Linked DNA regions of Arabidopsis thaliana: region 2 is linked to region 1. A link is a contact called in public capture Hi-C data. All regions are on one chromosome and are shown on one strand. Each heading gives the region's core, a stretch centred on a gene start, on an enhancer-like site or on the middle of the called end of the contact. The rest is flanking DNA. Distances are from core to core; before and after follow the strand shown. Region 1 holds the start of AT2G08215 (a long non-coding RNA gene). Region 2 holds the start of CSD2 (copper/zinc superoxide dismutase 2).

Region 1 (5,803 bases), core at 2,345-4,844:
AATATTACATATACATGATTTTATCAAAAGACTAAAATGGTGACAAAAATTCTATCAAAACATAATTTTGAATTTTTTTAAACGAAAATATAATATTATTGCCATAAGCTTGCTAATATTTTGTTCTCCTGTTATAGTATTAAAAAGAAAGAAAAAAAAGTTATGAGATTCAAAATTTTGCGATTTACCTTCAATCTTCAAGTAGTCCCTCGACCTTATTTTGGTTGTCATGAAAGAGTTAGCAACATGGACCTAATCAAACTAACGTTCCTCGTCCTCGGTCCCCATATCAATCCTTCTCCTGTCACCATTCCCTTTCATCTTCATCCGGAACCACAAATCTTTCAAAGAATGTATCTTTTGGAGGTATGGAACAACTATGTGCACATCACTATACTTCATGTGTATCTTTGAGTCTTAGTTGAGCTAGTCAGCTAGATTACCATATCTTCGACATTAAGTTTTTGTAGTTGGACTTGGAGACTTGGTAAGGGAAAGGCGTGTCATCTCACTCTTTAGGTAATAAGAAAGAAGATAAGTCTTCCTCGACTACGACCACATCTTCATTTCAGACCATATTGAGAACACGATTTTGGTTTAATACCACACTTAACCACAATGGTAATCAGCATTTGTGCCTCTTTCCTGTTTACTTCAAACAACGAATCAGCTAATCTTTCACATATCGTAGCACCAGGAATGAATCCATCCCTAATCATCTCAGCCACCACTTCCAAAGATTTATCTATCATTCCTACTCTGTAACACTCTTCACTCAATGTACTATACATTTCTTCATCAATCTCAAACTCATTCACTCGCAACTCATTCAAAAAACTCATCGCTTCACAAACTTTCCCAGCTTTGCAAAGTCCATTCATCAACACCCAATACGTATCTTTGTTCGGAGTAACACCTCGAGAACTCATTTCGCTATATAGTTCAATCACTTTCTCCACTAGTCCAAACCGAGAGTACCCATTCATAATCAAATTATACAGATAACTCTCCACTCTTAACTTCTTATCATGCATCATCAAAACCAACCTCTCTGCTTCTTCAACCTTACCATAACTAGTAAACCCATCAATCAAAACCTTGTAACTATCGAGATCAAGCATCACACTTTCCTTCTCCATTAACTTAAGAACCAAATCCAACTCTTCAAAATCCCATCTTTTCACACAACAACCAATCATCGACTTAAACGTAACAATATTAGCCTTAACCCCTTTAACCAACCCCATCTCCTCCACCAATTCTCTTGCTCTTGTAATCTCCCCATTGCAACACAACACCGTAACAACAACAGTTAAAGAGTACACAGTAACAACATCAATCCCTGACTCAACCATTAGACTAAAGAAATCTCTAGCTAGTTCCATCTGATCACATCTCTTGAGATTCAACAAATGCAAAGTACAAGTCTTTTCATCAATCTTAACTTCATTGTTCTTCATATACTCAAAAACCTCAACAACTTCACTAAATTTTCCATTGTCTGAATAAACCATAATCATCGAATTAAAGAACCTCCCAACAACTTTCTTCTCACAACCACATTCATCAATAACGCTAGAGACGATTACATTAAAAGGGTACCTGAGAATGTCATCAATAGCCACAGGCTTCAAGAGTTCTTTCGCATATGAGAATCTCCTCTCCGACAAGACACGGAAAGTGAGAGACAAGTGAGTTCTGAGATCAGGTTGGAATGAGAAAAGAGATGGGTTCTCCAGGATGAAATTGAAAAGGGAGATGCATTTCCAGGATTTGATATCTGGGTCTGATAAAATACGGCGAAGAGTGGAGAGATTGAGATCGGAGAGTGGTGTTTCCGGTGAAGCAAGAGTTTGGTTTATAGAGGAAGAATTGAGGAGAAGCTTGTAGATTGAGAATGTATAAGTTTGTTTAGCTGTCTTCAGGGTTTTCAAGAAGCATTGCGGAGTCATCGAATCGTCTCGTCGGCGGCTTTGGCTCACTCACCACTCCGTTCATCAGAACTGGAAATTTGAACCGGCCGCTACAAAAGTGGCAAGATGTTCGGTTTTCTAATATGAGAACGGCATGATTTGTTTATCACCTTCATGTCTCCGAACATTTTATTTATTATCTAAGTTATAGGCTTATTATAGCTTAAGAAAAAATGGCTTATTATAGGCAATCTCATATGGACCTCTTGGAAGAGATCTCCATGTACAAAGACATTGTTCGACATACATCTGATCTACTGACCAATCACTTCTCGCTATAAAGAATAATTCCCATTTTAGCTACTAGAACAAATGTATCTCCATAATCAACACATTCAGTCTGTCGGTTTCTGAGTGCCACGAGTCTGGGTTTGTATATCTCACTCTATGGTTCCATGAGATCAGTATTTTACTATAATATATTCATTTGCACACAATTGCCTTTTTTTCTTTCGGGGCAAAGTTTCAAGATTCCATGTATGATTGTCTTCTAAAGCATCAATTTCAGTTCCCATTATGTTTCTTCTCATCTTGTAACCAATAGCTTGCTGAAACATTTTTGGTTATGTTAACATTATGTTATGTATCACATATATATATATAAGACATATATATATATATATATATATATATATATATATATATTTTACACACATGTTACTTAATATACTATATTACACACATTTTCTTATTGTTAGTTCATAAACATAATACACATTACTGTCATGTTTTGTTTATTGTTTTGATAAAACTGACTGTCATGTTATGTTTCAGTTTAAACGAAGAAGCGTATATATCAATTTAATCTTATGTAATAGTTATTGAATATGCATCCATTTTACAATGTTTTAACAAAAGAAATATAATTTTACAATGTTTCAACCGAGAAATCATACTTTATTGTTAAAAAGAAAAAATGACATTTTGAAATCATATATATATACATTTTGTAATGCCCACTCATTGGATTCCGCTAGTTGGTGCTACTGAAATATTGATAAGGCATATGCGTGAATAAATGTTAAAAGTGGATAATAATTTCCTCTTATTTTTCGTTAACGTTTTCATAACTCTACTTCTGAATTTGGGTCGACCTATCTTATCTATTATCCACATGTATGTGATGTGTACGTCAGTACGTATTAAGAATATATATTACTTTGTGTCATATATATTACTTTAATCATTTCAACATAATCCAAATGTATATTAAAAAATATTGTGGGAGCTATAAATAGAAAGAGAAACAATCACATAATAATTAGAAAATTCTGAGTGAGAAAGACAATAAAAAAAAGTTTGTAGTCAGAGAAATATTTGTTTTTCTATATCAAAGGTAAACTGTCTCGTCAATTCTTTTGATAAGGGTAAAAATGTGACATTGAATTGCTATATTGGTAGAGCAAACTTGTTGAATTCGGTAAAAACAATTTGTAAATATATCACTTTCAAAAATTGCTCGGCATACAAAATACTTGAAAGAAGATATCGTCTAAAGCTATAAATAGTAAACTGAGCCAAATTAGTAAGACAAACACATTAAAAGCTTGAAGTTTGAGAAAATTGGGAATAATAGATACGACTATAAAGAAATGGTCCTCACATACTCAGCGTTGCGTTTGATTTCAATGCTAATGGACCACACACATATATTCATCCCCTCGAGCTAATATTACCATCTCATTTTGTCAGATCCATTATACGCAAAGATTCTAATGTATTTATGTTTTGTTTTGCATTTATATATAAAAGCGATGAAACAGCAAACTAGCTATTTCGATAAATACGAAGATAATCATAACACAAAATATTTACACATAAAATTCTTCCGATTAAAACATATCGAGTCCATTTAGGGACCCAAATTGGTAAATATATTAGCCAAAAGAGAGAACAATAAGCGATAATTAATAGAATGTTTAGAGATAAGAGATAACAAAGATGAATAGTGGTACTACTTATGTGATTAGCAATATAGCTGCAAGTTGGAGTGAAGACATATTATATTAATTGAGGTACTTATTTTCGTAAAACAACAATTTCATTTGGCAATACTGAAAAATATATCCAAAAATATACGTGATTGACGGACATATCAAAGATATCATCATGATGTGAAAATAGCTGCCAACTTGCTATATTGGTACTGATAGAATGATTTGGCTTCCACTTATGGACGAAGTCTAGGTCATCCAAGGCATTGCTCAAAACCATTCGATTCATAGTGGAAGCTATGATAAAAAAAAAAAGATTTATTTCTACAATGACTAATGGAAAGTAATTTAGACACACACATCTCCATAACATAGAAAACATTACTAAACACACATATAACAAGATGTACTACAAGACATAATAACCAAAAATAATACTAATATTTATAGAATTTGTTTTGGAAACAAGTTTGGGAGGTTGTGCTCATAAACAAAACATGAAACTCATAACTGTGAATAGGTTTTGTTCACAGTCTGAGTATATATGATGCTATAGATTTATTGTTCCCTTATAACAGAATAAAGAGAAAAAGAGAGTATATATTCTTCATTGTTTCAATATCAGTTATAAGGACGAAATCTAAATATGTAAATAGAGGGGACACAAATAGGTTGGACTGAATATGCCTAGCCTACAATGTGTGTAAGGTCCACCCAACAAGTTCTTGATTGATTCTCAATTTGAATGTAATAGCCAACATGAACCAACAAAACAAAGAACTGACAGTGTGTCTTGAAAACCTTTTCTTTGCTAGACAACAATAGTTCCATATAGACCTGTTATATATATTATCTCAACTTCCATATATAATATCCTTTTTTGTTTCTAACAAAACAAAACTATATTGTGTTGTTTTGGAAATGCAAGGTGGGATTGGCAACATAAGAAATAAGGCATATATATTAGTTACCTTAAGTAGATCTCTCTTACCTTACTGATCTTGATGTTGTGACTCTTGTTCACTTATTGAAATAGAAGCTTGTGGATCTATTAATGTCTTGATAAAGACTGCCAAAAACCTGAGATCAAATGCTCAATGTTATCACATGAAACAAGATACCCACAAAAGTTCTTTGTCAGATCTTTATGTATAACAAATAAAAATAAACGGGAGGATATGTTAACATAAAGGTGAAAAAAAAAAACTTCAAGTAGAAACAAACCTACCTGAAGAAGATCTGGATGGAATCCAAATAATCTATACAGAGGGAGAGAGAGAGAGAGGGAAAGAATAGTCGTTGATTGCCGATGCAGCATCATCAAGATTCTCATTTTCATAGAGAACTTTGTGGAGAGTGAATCACCACCGTCCATCAACAGATGTGAATCTTGATGATGCCACAGCAGCCAACAACGACCGTGGCTCCGGAAATTAGTCTTCCATTTTTGTTTAACAATCTTCTTGTAGTAATCTTTTGTCTCTCAAACTCAAACTCAAACTCAAACTCAAACCCAAACTCAAACTTTGAGTGACTTACTACTTAACAAATATCATCTATATGGTACTTAACCTTCTTAATTTATAGACACTAGAAACTCGTACCTTCATATATATAATATATAAATATGTATATACAAACATGGCGGAATAGTCGAGATGACTTGTTTTGATTGAAGGAATTTTGAAGTAACTAAGATGTCAAATTTAATCTCGTATACTTAGTTGGAACCTAACCATCTCCAAACCAGAAGAAAAAAGTGAAAAAGAATTGAAACCCTAAAAGATAAAGATGGCAGAGGGGAAGCAAAAACAGATGATCGAATAACATCTGAACTTCTTAATATATACTGCTAAAATAGTAAAACGAGACAAACCCACAAATTTCTATTTTTGA
Region 2 (6,416 bases), core at 1,198-3,697, 73 kb after region 1:
GAGGTGAAGGACGTAGCAAGTGAGAGGACTGTCTTCGGATTGATAAGAAGCTTCAAGAAGGTTGATCATGGAAGATATGTGGTCTGGTCTATGGATGCACACAAGAGTCTTTAGCTCTCCCATGTTCTTCATACTCGCTAAATTTCTCTTTTGGTAGCATATGAATTGTTTAGATGGGTCGTAGAGAAACCCGATCGCCATTGGTATGAGCAGAGAGTTGAGGACAATGGACAAGACTAGAATTGAGAATGTATCTTTGGTTACCAACTGTACCAAATCATCAATCAAAAGAATCAAAACAATGAATCTTTTCAACTTTTTGTTTTTGGCAAGAAATCATAATCATGATCAAGAATCAAAATATGAGAAAACTAACCTTGAGGCTTAGAGAGAAAAGGTAGAAGCTGAGTTCGATAATACCCTTATGAGACATTATTAGGGCAAGGATAATAGAGTCTCTCAACGGCATTTTATAGAGGTAAGGAACAATGACTGAGACAGAGAGCTTCAACAAGAAAATGAGCAAGACGAGAGACGCAACCGCAAATTTCTTATCATCGCCACTAAAGAATGTCAAAGCGCCTTTCCAAGCAGTGGTATCAGTCCTGAGCATAACGGCTGTTAAGAAAAGAGGTAATATGATACCAAAATTGAAGCTTTCTAATCGTTCGACCAATGCAGATCCAATAGGAGGTCCATTGGGAATGGCGAGACCAAGAAAGAAGGCTCCAAGTGGAGGAAACTGGCTAAGATCTTCCCAATACATACAAGATAAGCAAACCAAGACGAGAACCCCGTGGATGTATTTGTCTTCGATTGGTCTTCCTTCTCCTTTCCGCTTTATTATTTTGAACATTATCGGCCTCACAACCGCAAATGCAATGACGAGGAATAAGGTTATCTCTGTAAGTATAGCCAAACCATCAGCTAAAGTTGCTGAACTTCTAGAAACGTTCGCAATCAAGAGCAGGAGTCCAACTATATCAGAGACTAAGGCTGAGGATAAAGCAACCCGGCCAATAGATGAATGGTTCATGCCAAGGTCACGCAAGAGTCTTGCGATCCCCGAGAAGGACGTGATGCTTTCCATTAGTAGCATTACATCATACTCTTGGAAAGTGAGAGGTCGATTCTTAGCTGATTTGAGATTGAAAAGCAAGAAGCCAACAACTATAGGGAAAGTAACCGCTGCAACTCCAGTGACTCTTGCTTTTGCTTCAGCCTTGAAGATTCTCTTGACGTCCATTCTTACACCTTTGAGGAACCAGAAAATCAAGAATCCAAATGATCCAAGGCATCCTGCTACGTCGATTCTGTTTTTCGTGACCAAGATATCCGCAATGATCGAGTTCTCTCCCGATAAAGTAACTAGAACATTCAAGAGTAGCCCTGCCTGCAATGCAACATCGATTTTCTCAGCAGCAAACACACAAGTTTTGAAGAAAAAAAAAAGACAAACAAGAAGAAGAAGAGCTCACAAGCATCATAGAGGATAACTTGGGAATAGAAAGACCCAATTTCTTAAACAAGATATTAAAGCCTTGCCAAAGAAAGAAGACGAGCAAGATGACAATCTCGAGCTTCGGAAGACGATATTGCCAAAAATATAGACCTGCCGATTTAATAATAAGTTTCTCCCAAATACCATCTGAAGAGAGCTTAGGGGGATGCTCCTCACAAATTAACCCATCATATCTTACAGTTTCACCATACCAAGCCATCTCAAATATCCATTTTACTTCAGGACTCATATGTGAAATATCACCGCCTCCCATTATGCCGCCGCCACCTCCCATTCCCAAAATCTCGTTGCCGCCTCCACTAAAAGCCCCCGACATCCCGGGTCCTGTCCCGTTCCCCATTTCCATGACTTCAAAATCTTAAGTGAGTTCTTGTCAAAATGGGGAAGACGATAACAAAATAAATGTTGTGTTCCTTTTGATAACAAAGAAACAATTTGTAAACAAATGACACACAGATGTATATGCTGTTTATAGGTTATGCTGTTTTTAAAAAACACACTTTGGACATCTATAGACATATGTAGTTTTAGACCCTTTTTGAGTTGTTTCTCCACTATAAATAGTATATGTCTTCAGCTTCTTATAAGTTATAAACCACAGAAAGAAGTCAACTAAGAATCTACCAGAAAAAAAGGAATTTCTTTAAATAAGATGACTGTCTTTCTATGAATGAAAACAGCTTTGGTCACACATAAGATAGGAAACTATTTCTAGATAGTTTCATGCCAAGTTTGTCACTAAATTGGTCAAAATATATTGGCAAGTTTAACATTTTCGCATAAGATAATAACATATACTTATATTTTTTTAAGAACTAATTTGCCAATCAAAAGTAGCAATAAAGTGAAGAAAAAAAGTCTAATAAAGTGTAGAAATTAATCAAATTTTAAGTCCTAAAGTTGGAAAAATGGTAAAGAAGCACTCAAAAAAAAAAAAAAAAATTGTGTATGTGTGGGCCGAATTTGAGAAACCAGTGACACCAATAAAAACCTCATCTTTCAATCTCACACAAGTATTTGTGCCTACTCATTTCCTCCAAACGTCAAACATAGCAGCAGCCATGGCTGCCACCAACACAATCCTCGCATTCTCATCTCCTTCTCGTCTTCTCATTCCTCCTTCCTCCAATCCTTCAACTCTCCGTTCCTCTTTCCGCGGCGTCTCTCTCAACAACAACAATCTCCACCGTCTCCAATCTGTTTCCTTCGCCGTTAAAGCTCCGTCGAAAGCGTTGACAGTTGTTTCCGCGGCGAAGAAGGCTGTTGCAGTGCTTAAAGGTACTTCTGATGTCGAAGGAGTTGTTACTTTGACCCAAGATGACTCAGGTCCGTCTCTCTCAATTGCTCAAAATCTCTAATTTCTCATCTGGGTTTCTGAAGATTGATTTGATGGGCATGATTAGGTCACTCTCAGTGTTCAATCTGCTTCGTATCTGACTTTCAATATCTTCAAAGTCTCAGACTTTTTCTGTTTAATCTGCTTCATATCTGATTTTCGGTTTCTTCAAAGTTTCAGACTTTTTCTGTTTAATCTGTTGAGTTACATTTGTTAGTGTTTGGTTCTCACTGCTATGAATAACTTAAGATAAGCTGATAAAGAAAGGGATTAGCTTTAAGAGTGTTTTGCATATTCTTGCTGATTCAATGGTTCTGTGAAAGTTTACAAAGTAACCCTATATGGTTTCTTGCTAATTTTTGACTATGTAGATTGTTCTAAGTGAATATGGTTGTGTTTATGGCAAGCAGGTCCTACAACTGTGAATGTTCGTATCACTGGTCTCACTCCAGGGCCTCATGGATTTCATCTCGTAAGCTTGTTCCTCCTCGGAAGAATGAATCATCTGTTCTTCTTATAGCTATAATGGTGTAATTATGTCCTCTGTTTGATTTTGCAGCATGAGTTTGGTGATACAACTAATGGATGTATCTCAACAGGTTAATAGCAAAACCCCTGTGGCAGATTCTTTTGATACTGATGTCATGATTTGCCAAATTCTAAGACGATATCTTGTCTTATATTCTTGTAGGACCACATTTCAACCCTAACAACATGACACACGGAGCTCCAGAAGATGAGTGCCGTCATGCGGGTGACCTGGGAAACATAAATGCCAATGCCGATGGTATTTTACATCCTCCATTCAAGTTCCCATACAATTTGGCTGTCTTCGATAATCAAAAACCTGTTTGAACTAAGTACTGTTTTTGTAACAACAGGCGTGGCAGAAACAACAATAGTGGACAATCAGGTTGGTGCTATCGCATGTTTTTCCTATAAGAAGTATATTGCTTCTCATATTTTCTCTTATAAGAAGCTTTTGTTTACTGTGAACTTGATTGTGTAGATTCCTCTGACTGGTCCTAATTCTGTTGTTGGAAGAGCCTTTGTGGTTCACGAGCTTAAGGATGACCTCGGAAAGGGTAAACCATTATACTTTACTTCCAAGTCTCGATACATCAATTGGCACGGTTGCACTAATGAATTGTTAATAAAAAGGATGGCTCTTTCCTAGCTTATAAATGTCTCTTAAGCCAAGTTATGATATGATATTACTCTCTTTGATTTGACAAATATAGGTGGCCATGAGCTTAGTCTGACCACTGGAAACGCAGGCGGGAGATTGGCATGTGGTATGTTTAAACTTTCTATCACTATGACTTAGGCTGCGATTGTTTCAAACGCCAAAAATTGTGGTTTCATTCGAAGAAAACACACTTGATTATAACGTTTAATCGCAAATTCGGACCATCTGTTTCGGTATCCTCACGAGTTATGTTGGTTCTTTCGCAGGTGTGATTGGCTTGACGCCGCTCTAAGTCAGAGGCTAAGCAAGTACTCTTATGTCTACTGTGTTGATCTTGTCTGTTTGAACAGATGTAAGAATCTTAGCAAATAATGTTTGGCTTAATAAACTTTGATGTTTATGTTCATTGCATCAATTTTTCTCTTTTTGAATTTGTGACAGTGATGTGTTTACTTTTGATACAACTTTGTGTTTGATCGTTTAAGTACATTTTGGTTTATTTAGCATCCTTTTTATTCAGTTCAAGATTGTGATGAATCATGCGTTTGATTTCGTTTTTAGGGAAAGCGACTTTAACACAGGTTTAAAGATATTGATGATAAGCATATCCTTACCAACTTGTGTTATTGTAACAAACTGAAAACTAAACACGTGAACAAAGTGACAGAAAAGAATAGGTGTATTGTAACATTGCGATAGAAAGTTTTTAAAATGGTAATAGTTGTTAGAACTTAGAACATGTGAGTAAGTATAATTGCAAAGTCGTGGGTTTATGCATTTTTGTCATAAATTTTAAATTCTACAATTTTAGGGAAGCAAAGCAATTGTAATATTGGAGCTTGAGATAAATGGTGATCTCTAATTGTGATTCCATCACAAAATTTGAGATATTGTGATTATGTAGTAAAAGATTTTTATAACAAATTAATATGTGTAACTATGTCAATGTCATGTGAGCAAATGATTCGTAAGTGTTTGGTATTCACCACCCAAAAATTATGGAAAAAACATGACTTTGAGTTAATTGGATTTTGTTCAATATCAGAGACGAATCATTAACCCTCTTGCTTACTCAACATTTTAACATTTTTTTCCGGAATGGAAAAGGCGCCGTCACTCACTTTTTGATTTATGTAAATTTTCATTTTTATTATATACACATACATGAATATAAACATATTTTCGAAAAACAAATTTGGTTAAAGAATATAAACATGGTTAAAATGATAATTTTTAAATAATTATAAAGATGCTTGTAGTAAAAAGAGGATCAGCTTACCCACTTGGTTGGTCCAATTTGTATGTGTCTTCCAAACCGTCTGTCTGTTACTTCAACTACCTTATTAATAAATAATATAAATATGTTCCTATTACATTAATAATCTTTGGTTTTTCAGAATTTTCCCTAGGCAACTTGTGATTATATATATAATATGAATATGTATTTCTTTCTTTTGACATATTTTGAGATCATTTCATTAATAAAGTCTTCTATGGAAAATCTGACTTGGTTCAACAATTATTGGAATTTTCAAATTGTGTTTTAAGTTGATGAGCTTAGCCAAATGGCAAGTGCCAGACTATACATAGTTATCAATTTATCATCCCATGTTTTTCTAAAAAAAGAAAGACAAGAGAAGTTTTGTGGATTTTTCTGACACAATTGATGTGACTTCTATTTATGGGTTTCAAGAGTTTCAGATCTCATTTATTTATTGGTCCAAAAAGTTTTTAAGTTGAACAATAGACTGATAACTCACCAACGTATGACTCTCTCTACTAAATCCAAAAGTTTAAGTAAATACCAAATCTTGGTTTAGCATCACAAAATCAAAACCAAGCCTCACAAGACTTAATACTAAGTAGTTACAACAGGCTTAATGGTTAGTTTACTCATAACAAAGAAAAGCTTTAGTATGAGAGATATAGTTCTAGCTAATTTTGACAGCTACACAACATGAGATATACACATGCATACACACAGAGACACTCATATGTAGTTTATACTAACACTCAAGACTCAACAAGTAGACGTAGAGCCATAATTTTTGCTTGGATTTTAGTTGCATTACATTATCCTCTTTATCTTTCTTTTTTCAATATTTTAAGTTATACATATCTTTCTGTTATTTATATTAGGTATTAACTATATTAATACATTTATATTAGGTTCTGATTGATGTGTTTCTTATCTTTCAAGGACTATACAAATTGATTGATGGCAAAGTAACTATCTTACTATTTCAATTATATTATTCAAAAGAATAATTTAAAAAGTTTTTGAAAAGACTAAGATGATATGATCTAGATGCTTATCCTTCGAGTAGTGGATCGTAGATGATTAACTAACTATTCAAAGATAAAACATT

The links. Capture Hi-C pulls out chosen DNA fragments and counts their contacts.
Region 2: a contact with region 1 is called in a capture Hi-C map of root, with 2.0 times the contacts expected there. The contact joins the promoter of CSD2 here to the promoter of AT2G08215 in region 1. A contact is called at or near these places in 2 of 26 Hi-C or Micro-C datasets (rosette leaf and vegetative nucleus) and 1 of 3 other capture datasets (root).

What each region holds. Positions count from the first base shown.
Region 1 is chr2:11,937,702-11,943,504 of TAIR10.1, forward strand. AT2G08215 (a long non-coding RNA gene) reads left to right here and starts at 3,595. Exons shown (of 1, transcript NR_140299.1): 1 at 3,595-3,832. It overlaps AT2G28040 (Eukaryotic aspartyl protease family protein), which reads right to left and starts at 276. Exons shown (of 2, transcript NM_001336139.1): 1 at 189-276. The coding sequence starts at 231. AT2G28050 (Pentatricopeptide repeat (PPR) superfamily protein) reads right to left here and starts at 1,952. Exons shown (of 1, transcript NM_128364.2): 1 at 170-1,952. The coding sequence starts at 1,952. The coding sequence ends at 564. It overlaps MIR172a (a microRNA gene), which reads right to left and starts at 5,314; the gene lies at 5,213-5,314. It also overlaps the pseudogene AT2G28053.
Region 2 is chr2:12,011,965-12,018,380 of TAIR10.1, forward strand. It overlaps CSD2 (copper/zinc superoxide dismutase 2), which reads left to right and starts at 2,448. Exons shown (of 8, transcript NM_128379.4): 1 at 2,448-2,848; 2 at 3,269-3,330; 3 at 3,418-3,457; 4 at 3,550-3,645; 5 at 3,740-3,771; 6 at 3,868-3,943; 7 at 4,100-4,153; 8 at 4,314-4,605. The coding sequence starts at 2,584. The coding sequence ends at 4,339. It overlaps ATCHX8 (cation/hydrogen exchanger family protein), which reads right to left and starts at 1,775. Exons shown (of 4, transcript NM_128378.4): 1 at 1,479-1,775; 2 at 377-1,393; 3 at 1-267. The coding sequence starts at 1,775.